Regions from separate parts of the Mus musculus genome. Here region 1 is linked to region 2. A link is a contact called in public Hi-C data. All regions are on one chromosome and are shown on one strand. Each heading gives the region's core, a stretch centred on a gene start, on an enhancer-like site or on the middle of the called end of the contact. The rest is flanking DNA. Distances are from core to core; before and after follow the strand shown.

Evidence for each region. Hi-C and Micro-C count contacts between places; a contact is called where the count stands out from the background.
Region 1: a Hi-C map of regulatory T cells shows a contact between it and region 2, with 7 times the contacts expected there. The contact joins the promoter of Ddhd1 here to the promoter of Ccser2 in region 2. A contact is called at or near these places in 2 of 484 Hi-C or Micro-C datasets (CD4 T cells and regulatory T cells).

The regions. Positions count from the first base shown.
Region 1 is chr14:45,654,462-45,660,100 of GRCm38.p6, reverse strand. Ddhd1 (DDHD domain containing 1) reads left to right here and starts at 1,958. Exons shown (of 14, transcript NM_001042719.2): 1 at 1,958-2,879. The coding sequence starts at 2,090. Mir5131 (microRNA 5131) reads left to right here and starts at 2,048; the gene lies at 2,048-2,140.
Region 2 is chr14:36,965,431-36,970,852 of GRCm38.p6, reverse strand. Ccser2 (coiled-coil serine rich 2) reads left to right here and starts at 2,089. Exons shown (of 11, transcript NM_027045.1): 1 at 2,089-2,311.

The DNA of each region.
Region 1 (5,639 bases), core at 709-3,208, 8.7 Mb before region 2:
TAATATAGCATCTCCTAAGCTAGAGGATCCTGGTTCTCTTTGGCATCGGAAGCATACAGAAGTGTCTGTACATGGGTAACTATCAGAACAGTGTGGATCAATGCCTCCATGAATAAAACACAGTTCAAAGTTCATACTCAATTTCTTACTCTGCATACTATTAATAGAGACATTGGGAAAGAATTTGGGATGCAGAAATGCAGATGCTTTGTTAGTGGGGCTGTAATGTACAAGTGGACAGACTGCTCACTGAGCAAGATTATCCAGCCAATCCAGTCGTTATGGTAGAAAATACCACCCATGTTCCTCTATTTATCATGAATTGCAACAGTATCATCTGCCCATAGAAAGCAGGGCCTTCCAACAGATCCCTCCAAAAGCACAGGGCACAACAGAGATGAGCCTGATTGAAATAATGACTTTGAAGGCTCTCTGACAGGTTACATCCTGAGAGCAAGACAACTTGCCCTACTGACCTGTTTCCACAAAGTAAACATTAACAGTGAAGACTGTCTGTTCTTGAAGTAAGAGCAAGATTGGAGATTGTTTTCTCAAGATAGGATGGGTTTATAAAATGAATTTTTTTTTCAATTTAAGAGAATGGTCTGAGGTGACAGAGTGCCTCAGCTATAAAACAGGATTTCTATGAAGTTACAGCTGACCTTGACCAAACTCATCAGTCAGCCACAGTCCAAATAATCTCTGCTGGGGCAGCCTGTTCCCCAAAATGAACTGCCTTTTAATAAAACAGATAATTCCAGGAAAGGTACATCATAGACCGACACATAGCTCTATGGCTGCAAGAATTTCATTTCCAAGCCACCCACTTGCCTCTATAAAGGGCCCCAGCTAGTTTACTCCCTTCTAAGACACCCATTTCCCTCCGGAGAGTGTCTTTCCTTCTTTGTTTGAAATAAACTGTCCATCTGTTGAGGTCAGACTCTGGTCTCTGTCTTCTCTTTACTCTGTCTTGGAAGTCTAACATAACAGAGCCTCCGTGTCTCCCTGAAACCAGGAAGTGAGTTACAGAATCAGAGTTATACTAAAAACAAAAACCAAACCAAACTTGGGAAGGCTTAAAAGCCATAGAATTACTAGAGACCGTCCGGTGCAACGATCTCCTACTTATAGCAAGGAATAAGACAAATAGATAAAGGAGATTAAGTGACTTGCCTGGAGGTGGCAAAGCTGAGTTTAGAACCTAGGTTTTTGTTTTTTTTTTTTTCCTCTTTCAGTCTAATAATCTACCACACAAGGCTGGCAAGACCAGTTAGTTATAACCAAGGTACATCGAATGCGCACAGACTGTGGGAAAAGACTAAGACATAGGGACTTGGTTTCCATCCAAGGCCTTACTGCACTACAGAAAGAACAGGAAGCATAAGGACAAGAGGGCAAGCAATCTAAAGAACTGGCACAGTGACTCTAGGACGCCAGTTTTGTAAGTGGGAGTGGTCGTGCCCAGGTGAGCAGCAGGCGTAGAGGTGGGGTGCCTTCTGTATGAATGGGCTGAAGGTTGGGAAAGGGCCAAACCAGGTGACCGAGCAGGTCTTTCGGATGCTGAAAGCAGGCCTAAAGCCAGGAACGTGAGCTAGCAACTTCCAGGGCCCCTCTGGGCATACAGCTGAATCACCCACGGGGCTCATGACCCGAAAGTGTAAAGATGAGTGGGCGAGAGCCTCACTGCGGCTGGCATCCAGGGGCGTGGAAGCGAGGGGGCGGAGCCACTGCGTCGAAAGTCGTGAGGCAGGGGCTCCACGGATGCCGAGACCGCCGCGACCCCGTCTGACCCCCGCTTCCAGGCGCGGAAGACTACGTACAGCCTAGCGCCAAACGGGAGCTCCAGCAGAGTCCTCGGGCCTTCCGGGGAGGCGCGCGCGGCTGGGGGCGGGGCCCCTGTGGCCCCGCCCACGCAGGGCTGCGTAACAATGGGGCGGGCCCCGGAACGGCGCTGCGGCGGCCGGGGGCCGGCGGGGAGGCGGAGTCGCCTCGGCCGCAGCTGCTGCCCTGCTCGGGATTTGAAAGATTATAAAGTCCGGGCCGAGAGGGCGGCGGCGTCGGATGCGCGTGTGGCGGAAGCGCCGGCGGCATGAACTACCCGGGCCGCGGCGCCCCACGGAGCCCCGAGCGTAACGGCCGCGGCGGCGGTGCCTGGGAGCTGGGCTCGGACGCGGCGGGCGTGTTCGGCGGCGGCGGCTGCTGCTTCGAGCACCAGCCGGGCGACAGCGTGCCGCTGTCGCTGCTGCGCGCCGAGCCGCTGCACCTGGCACCGGGCGCCGACGACCTGAGCCACCTGGCTCTGGACCCGTGCCTCAGCGACGAGACCTACGACTTCAGCTCGGCCGAGTCCGGCTCGTCGTTGCGCTACTACAGCGAGGGCGAGAGCGCGGGCGGCGGCAGCTCTTCTTCGCCTCCGCCGCCGCTCGTCGCCCAGAACTCGGGGGGCGGCGGGGCGGCGGGAGGGGGCCCCGGGGACAGGAAGCGCGCCCGGCCCGGCGGCGCAGCCGCCCGGCACCGCTACGAGGTGGTGACGGAGCTGGGCCCCGAGGAGGTGCGCTGGTTCTACAAGGAAGACAAGAAGACCTGGAAGCCCTTCATCGGCTACGACTCTCTGCGCATCGAGCTCGCCTTCCGGACCCTGCTGCAGACCACGGGCGCCCAGGCCCGGGCGGCGGGCCGCGATGGAGACCGGGTGTGTGGCCCAAGCTCCAGCTTCGGGGAGGAAGACGAGGAGGACAGCGCCTGCGGCTTCTGCCCGCGCGCGGCGGGGCCTGAGCCGGAGATGGAGGAGCTGGTGACCATCGAGCCGGTGTGCGTGCGCGGCGGCCTCTACGAGGTGGATGTCACTCAAGGAGAGTGCTACCCGGTGTACTGGAACCGTAAGTGGCTGGCCAGGGGCGGGCCAGGCTCGGCGCGCGCTGGACGGCGTTTGGGGGTTCGGTTGCCCCCGCGATGCCTGCCTCGGGTTAGGATGCAGGTTGCGCGGGGTGCCTCGGCAGGTGAAGGGTAAAAGAGCAGATGGCAGCGCCCAAGCTGCTAGCGGGGTCAGGAGGGGAGGATTCCGCCGGGGATTGTGCCTCCTGGGTGAGTAGAGTGCTGCTGCCATCCCCTGGAGGGTATCCAGGAACGGATCCCCAAGCCAGTAGCTTTAGTTTCTTGACCGTACCAGGGGCTTTGTCCACCTGGATATCTGATTCGGTCTCGTGTCTCCTGAAGCTCCTGTGATTTAAATAACATGTCCTGGAGTGAGTGGAAATGCTTGAGTGTTTTTATGAGAATCAACAGTTCAGCTTAAAACCTGAGAAGAGAAAAGCCCTGACGGGAAAGGAGAGTTACAATGTGTTATTCACAGTGGATGTGTTGGGCACAAGAGGAAAGAACTGCAGGAAGTGGCAGTGCGAAGTGGGTCCGTACCCTCTGTATAGAATGTTTTCATATCTCTTGGGTCCTTTTTACATATTTTTACTTTTGCTTCTTAACCTAGAAAAATTGCACGACCTCGGTTTTCACATCTGTTAAATGGGACTGTCATAAAGGTCTGAACGATGCTTTAGGCAACACGGGTAGGTTTAAAATCAGAATGAGGAAGGGTAATCCATAATCTGACGTGGCATGCAGCAGTTATTAATATATATGATATGTAGTAGTAACAAGTTATTGGCCATCAATAATTTGTACCATACAGTATTAACTTTATGGGCTTCAGTGCCCTTACTCAAATGTCTTTTCCTGATCTTTTGGCCCTCTATACATCTTATATTATTTATTCTGATCTATATTAATTATGTGTATTGATGGCTTAGCTTCCTTTCGGTTTATTTAGTAGCTTCTGGTCAGAGTCCACCACCTTTATCTTTGTACTCATAAAGCAGGTATTCGATGACTTGGTACCGAATTGCATCAGTGATTCTGATAATGCTAAAGCATGCATGCATTAGGTGCAAGTAACTATGATGGCAGATTCAGCACATTCCAAGTCAGGTATAGGTAGCATAGCAGGAAATTTCTTGCTACTCTTCAGGACAATAAAGGCAATAAAGGTTGTTAGTTTTTTAAAGATGAGACTCATATGGACTCTGTTAGGTCACCTCTTGATTATAAACTCACTGAGGACGGACTTAGTAGTTGTATGTGCTAGCACAGTACCTCTGTGCACATTGTTTGGAAACCCATGTCTTTCAGAGGCTTCCCATCCCATTTCTTTTTAAATGATCCACACATCACCATGGGTCTTTCCTGCAGATAAAAACACAGAACTTAGTGGACCCAGAAAGCAAGGTCAGAGGGGCTGGAGAGATGGGTCAGCAGGTAAGAACACCGAGGGCTCTTCCAGAAGACCCTGGTTCAAATCCCAGCCCCCATACTCCCCATGGCAGCTCACATCTGTCTGTAACACCATGATCTGACACCCTCACACGGACATACATGCAGGCCAAACACCAGTGCACATAAAGTAAAAACAATAAATATCAAAGGGAGCAGGGGAGTGAGAGCATAGAGCATCCTGGAAAGGGGGGCTGGAGAGTAAAGCTGTCTCTCCCTTAGCTTAGCCTTAGAGTGCTTGCACTAGACTGACAAGTTTAACACCTTACTCTGCTCACAAAGTAATTTTCACTGTGGAGCAAATTGATGTTGACTTTCATCCTACAAGGATGTAGCCTCAGTGTTATTAATGAACTTGACCAAGGTCACGCAGCTAGAAAGTGATGCAGTAAGCAGTAGTGAGGGAACACAGTGCCGTATGTATTTCACCCATCCAAAGGGACGCACAGGCCACCGTGGATGTAAGACTGAGTCTGCAGGAGTCAGAGGAAGCACGGGGATTAGAGAAAGGGGTTCCTCTCAGTTGGGGCCAGCATATCCAAGGATACAGAGGCGTGAAACTGCAGAGCAGTTGAAGGAATGAAGGCTGCACCTCTGAGGCTCAGGCATCCAATGTGGGTTTGGATCTGACCACCCCAGCAGTGTGGCTGTATGAGGATTGGCAAGTGGCAGTCTGTCAGGAGCACTGCCCAGAGGGGATGTGCAGCGCTGAGTTTGGACTTTATCCTTTGAGTCGCAGCCAGCCAGAGAGTCTGTATCAGGTGTGATTGGTGCCTGTGCACTGTTGGGTTGGAGATGAGAAAATAGAACATCATACGTTATAAGTCAGTGATGGCGACAACATAAACCTGAAGGTCACGTGGGCCTCGCCAGTGTTCTTTCCGAAAGCAAATGTTAGGAGGCTAGATATAGCTAATGAATTACTTGTTGTTAATTCGCACATAACAACCATTTTGTTTTCATTTTAGTTTTTCTGACCAGCTCTTCACAATATATAGTCCTGTGGGTATTCAAGGGCACCTTATAATCTAGTGGCTCTCAACCTTCCTAATGCTGTACCCCATTAATAGAGTTCTTCATTTGTGGTGACCCCCCCCAGTCATAAAATTGTTGTCACTGCTACCTCATAACTGTAATATTTGCTAGATTGTGAATTGTAATGTAAATATCTGACATTTCTGTTGGTCTCAGGCAACTGCTGTGAAAGGGTTCTTTGATCCCCAAATGGGTCACAACCCACAGGTTTAGAACCACTGGTCTAGTGTGCAAACACAATAGCAGGTTTTCAGGGGTCCTCTTAAGTGTCTATGTCTTGT
Region 2 (5,422 bases), core at 840-3,339:
AATTTTAAGTCTATAACTACAACCGCCCCTTTGTCTAACTTCCACAAACCAAGCCAGTATTCTCTCTGATCCAAATAACCCACGGTCAGTTACCAAACAACTAGACAAGTATCTGTGGTTTAGAATCCGCTGACAGTATCTACACTAGACATCCTCAATATATTCCTGCATCTCCCTTTCCTTTTCCACATACATTCCAATAATAGCTTTGGTCTGGGTTTTCCCTTCACTCCCAGCCAAACCCAATGCCTCTCCATATGCCCCTGCATGACATGGCACCCCATCTTTCAGGAAATGTAAGCCATAAAAATAATCTTTCAGTACATTGATCTCGCGGTGTTGTCACAGTCATCCGGGAAATTAAAATCCTGTGGGCATACACTGGAAGATTTGCCTAATAGAAATAGAAGCAAGGTGCCAACCAAGGAAGTGAGAAAATTGGGACAAAGACAAAATGGGAACACAGAAAATTTGATGAAGCCTGAAAAATTCATATGCATCAGGCACTCTGTAAGGCTTCTACCTTTGCAGAAGAAAGGGAAGTGGTGACCTAGCACGTCAAACTGCCAAAGAAAACACATACTTACCTCAAATATTCAGGGAGTCACAAGACAACAGCCAAGCAGTTCTGAGAAGCAAAGCTCTTCCTGGTTTGGGGAATGGAAAGATCACCCTGCCCCCTCCCAGATTCTTTATAGAGCCTATTGGAACAGTTGCATCTTGCCTAGCTCCCAAGGACAAGCTGTGGAGAGCCACTTCTTTTCCATCTCTCAATTTAGATTGTAGCGTAAAGTCCAAAGCATATTTAGCAACCTCATCGCATGAGTGTTGTGTTTGAATCTGAGGTCTGGAACTGGTGTTTGCTCTCTTAATGATTTACTTAATCTAAAAAGAAACATACTGCATGAAGCCCTAGTCTTTTCCAGCACTTTAAAGATACACATTATCATCCACAAAATTAAGTCTCCCTATCATTATTCTATTGACCAATTAAAGAGACAAGTAATAATGAAACAGGTAAAAAGGAAATTTACTCATTATGGCCACATAGGGAATTGGAGGAAGCAAAAGGGTACAGTTATCACCAAGTCCACCGTCAGGAGTACTGACCAGAGGTTTAAGTCTATATAGAGAGCTAGAGATAGTTGTAAATTGAGCACTCCTGCCTGGTTAAGGTGTGATAGGACTGACCTAGCACTGTTTCGGCTCACTCCGGTCTATCTTGCAAAGTGGTCTGAGAAGTTGTCAGAGCTACGAATCCTGGGAGGCAAGCTCCTTCTCTGGATAGCGCTAGGCCTTCAGTGTTGTTTCCATTTCTCCAGGATGAAAATACCTAAAATTTAAAACATTATTTGGAGTATAATGTTTCAACAGTCTGATGGCCTGAGGGGCGCTAGTGTCTCCTCCCCTACCACAGTGGTTATGTTAGTGGTCTGGAGGACAGGTGGAGACTTTCCAAGTTCTCTTTCAATATTATTAATTTCAGTTGAGCTGTTAGGGCTAGTGAGGAGACTAGGCAGTCTAGGGTCAGATAAATATCACCGTCAATGCTTTTAATAGACAGCCAGATACTGAAGGCTTTCATGATGGTGACTCTCAACGACTTGTCTGACCATCTAGGAAGGAGGGAGAGATGGCATTTGGAATGGGATTGGGATCCACAGCCTCATAAAATAGCTCCAATTCTCAGCTCTCAGTGTTTTATCGCAATCTCCGCTCAGATTCAGTATGCACGGCTGAGGCATAGCCAGCCACAGTCAGGCCAAAACAAGACGTAAAGTGGGGAAGTCATGCTTGCTCCAGTGTTCAGATCACTCCTGTCAGACTGGAGCCGGAGCTGACAGGTTTGGTTGTGGTCAAGCTGCACATTTGAATCCAGCCAAGAGACCGGAGTGAAAGGTTCAAGCCAGGAAAAGACCTGAGTCAGGGGGTAAAAAGGCAAGGTCAGTGGATCAGGGCGGAGCCTGCGAACGGCTGGCGCGAGGTTGGGGCGGGCCCGGAGGCGGGGTCTAGTCCAGTGAGACTCGCGCCTGCGCAAGGACAGACCGGGAGGCGGGGCCGCGCACGCGTAGTGCGAGGGCCCTGGAGGGCGGAGTCCAGGAGGGTGCCGGCCTAGGGAGGGGGCGCGGCGTCGGTGAAGTCCGGCGCTCCCGCAGGCCGAGGAGGCGATGCTGGCTGCTGCGGGGCAGGCGGCTGGACAGACCGGGATGTGACGGAACTGCCTCTCGCCTCTCTCCCATCCTCGGGCGGGCAGGTCGCTGGGCGACCGGCAGCCGGGCCGCGGCCGAGGAGGCAACGCGACCTCCGCACGGTGAGAGTCGGGGGTCAGGGCCGGGGTCTCGGGGCGCCCGAGGCTGCCTGGCTCCGGGGCGCAGCGCGGGCGGACGGAGGGCCGGGTGTCCTTGGCCAGCAGCGCTCTGGGACGACCCTCGGAGCCCCCGCCCCCTCTCCCGAGCCGCCTGCTGTGCAGCGGGCAGGCCGGATGCCCCTGCTCGGTGGTGCTGTGACGGGAAGGGGCCGCGGGATGCCCGGGCTGCAGCCTTCCTGCACCGGGAAATCAGGGCGAGGCAGAGATGCCCTGGGATTTCAAAGCCTGGATGCTCGCGTTGGTGAGGGAAAGTACCTGAGAGCCCGGAATGAGTGGGATTTTTTTTTTTTTTTTTTTTTTAAATCACTGAGTCAAAACAAAGACACGCCCTAAAACACGTCTTGAGAACTTTGGTGGATTACGGGGCGTCTGTAGGTTCAGGTGCTTTACGCCCCTCCTCTCCCTCTTTTGGACGTCTATTTTTATACATTTTTTTTAAAAATGTACCTACTTTCTTGACAAAGTAAAGGGAGGGGGCAATCCATTTGAGGTGGTCGTTGCTCGTAAAGCCTGATTTTGAATTTCAATAATTGCAAATTCATCTTTGCTGGCTACCTAGCCAATTAGGTTTGCTGATCATAAAATAGGCCTTAGCCATGGAAATGACTAGTGCACAGACTCTTCGCCGTTCAAGATTGGAATGCCCTGTTTCACTTAAGGAGAGAGAAAAACCAGGTGGTTCACGCCTTTATCCTGGCATTCAGGACGCAGAGGCAGGTGGATTTCTGTGAGTTCCAGGCTAACCTAGTCTACATAGCAAGCTTCAGAATAGCAAAAACTACCTGGACCTTGTCTCAAAAAACCCAAGCTGGGGGAGGACGGTTATGAATGAGAATAAGCATTTACCTTTTTTTTTTTTTTTCAGAGTAGCCGTTTGAAAAAGCATTTTTTTTGGGGGGGTCAAGAACATTAAGTATTAGTGAGACATATGTATTTAGACAGTTGATTAAAGTATCATCATTTAGATTAAAAAACTGGAATCAAATTTAATGCAAAGGATAACTATAAAGTATGCGTTAAAATGTATAGTGTATAATTGGTAAGGGATGTAAACGTTGATGAAGGGTTTGCATTGGATGAAGTCAGTCTTCTTTCCAGACTTTATTAATGTTTGTCTCTCTTAATTTGTTAGAGTGCATTGCTCTTCTCTTATATGGTGGTTTTCTTCCTTGTTCTCAGCAACACTGACCTCAGTCTCTAGGTTAAAAATACTTAACAACCCTTAACCTGTAATTTGTTCTGTTTCTTTAATACGTCATAACAAGAAAGCCAGAAGCCGCCCTTCGCGCAGGAACTTTTTTATTCTACCTTCCCTCAGGTAGAATCTTTTTGCTTGTTGCCATATTGCTTTTACTATTGTGGGTGAAGAAGAGAATTTTAATTTCATGGTTAGAATTCCTTCAGTCTTTTCCAGTTTCTGGTGCTTGTCTGCGTTCTCGTTTCGTCTACAGTTACACATGTCCTCTCCATGGGACTGTTTGCAGTTCACAGACGATGGCATCTTCCTTTGTTTCCTGGGTCCAGAATTGTCTTCCTAGTAAACATCTTGCATCCCCGCTAGAGCATTGAGCTTGAGTCTTGTCTGGGCATTTCATCTCTTGTTTTCACTGCTCCAGCAGCACCAGGCCACGCTGCACTGAGCAGTTCATCAATTAGGAGTTAACGATTTGCTGATATAGGTCTTCCCCAGGCTTCTGAGTTTCTTCTTATGTTTGCTGCTACAGCACATACTGCTAAAATCTATTTACTCAGTGCATTTTGAGGAAAGGGTCCAGGCTTGAGTGCAGATTTAAGATAAGCTAAATATGTTTGGACTCTCTTAGTACCAGAAAAATTGGAAGAAAAAAATCAGTATTTTAAAAAAATGACTTTTAGAGAAATTGTATGTACTGGTGTTTTACCTGCTATTCTGTGTGTGGGTGTCAGATCTCCGGGAACCAGAGTTACAGACGGTTGTAAGATGACGTGTGGTTGCTGGGAATTGAACTGGGGTCCTTTGAAAGAGCAGCCAGTGCTATTAACTGCTGAGCCATCTCTCCACCCCCAACATTACTACTTTTATTTGTTTAAGGATGAAATAAGAGCTGATACTGTTTGGGATGACATCCTGGTTATGAGAGGAAAAAAGTCGTTCTACTTGAAGATGGAGGAATGAAGGCCATGGCCAGTAAGGGTTAGTCTAGAACTTTATTTTGAGGTGCAGGGGTTTGCCCACAGCTATGACTAGAAAGGGACAGGTCTGGGAACTTGGGCGTCCTTTGGCCATCTTTGTAGTTTACTTTTACTCCCCTCTATCCTAATTCTAAATACGTTTCTTTTTTTAAATTGCATTCATCTATCCTGTGAGTGTGCTCTTGCTCATGCGCCTGTGCTCAGTGCGTGCACTGGGACCTGGGTGAGTAGGTCCTCTGTGGGAGTGCATTCCCTTTTGCCAGCATGTGGGTGCGGGCGATAGGCTTGATGACAAACAAGTACCTTGAGAGTCTCACTGTAACCCAGGCTAGCCCAGAACTCAATGGGTTGCTTAGCTCAGTCTGAGCTCAAATCTCTGCAGCCCCACCTTACCCCCTAGCCTTCTGAGTGTCAGGGTTACAGAAAGGAGCCATCAGTGCCTAGCTTCTAATTTTTAATGAAGGGTTTACCATCCTGGTTCAGTACGAGAGAAATGGATATTTATTATAAAAGGGCTATGTTGGTAGATATTAAATTGGAAAGATTTAGCAGATCATTTGGTTTACTGCTAAAATAGCTTTGAATAACTAAAGCCTGAAAAAGCAAGTAGCTTGCCTCTGTCTCCATCTAACCTCTGTGTCACAGTTCCTGACCTCTTGTTTGCTTGCTTCTCACTGTTCCAGAGAGCAGTCCGTTTGTGCTTTCCTCCTCGCTAGCTGCTACCACTCCTTGGGACCCAGAGCCCTTGAGTGGCTGGGAAACGTGACACCTCATTTGGGAAAATAGGAGAAACTGGACCTTTACCACTCCTGACTGGAGCTTGATAATAAGTTGGTGTTGGGAGCCTCTGGTTGCCATATGGAGACTGCACAGTTCCTTCTG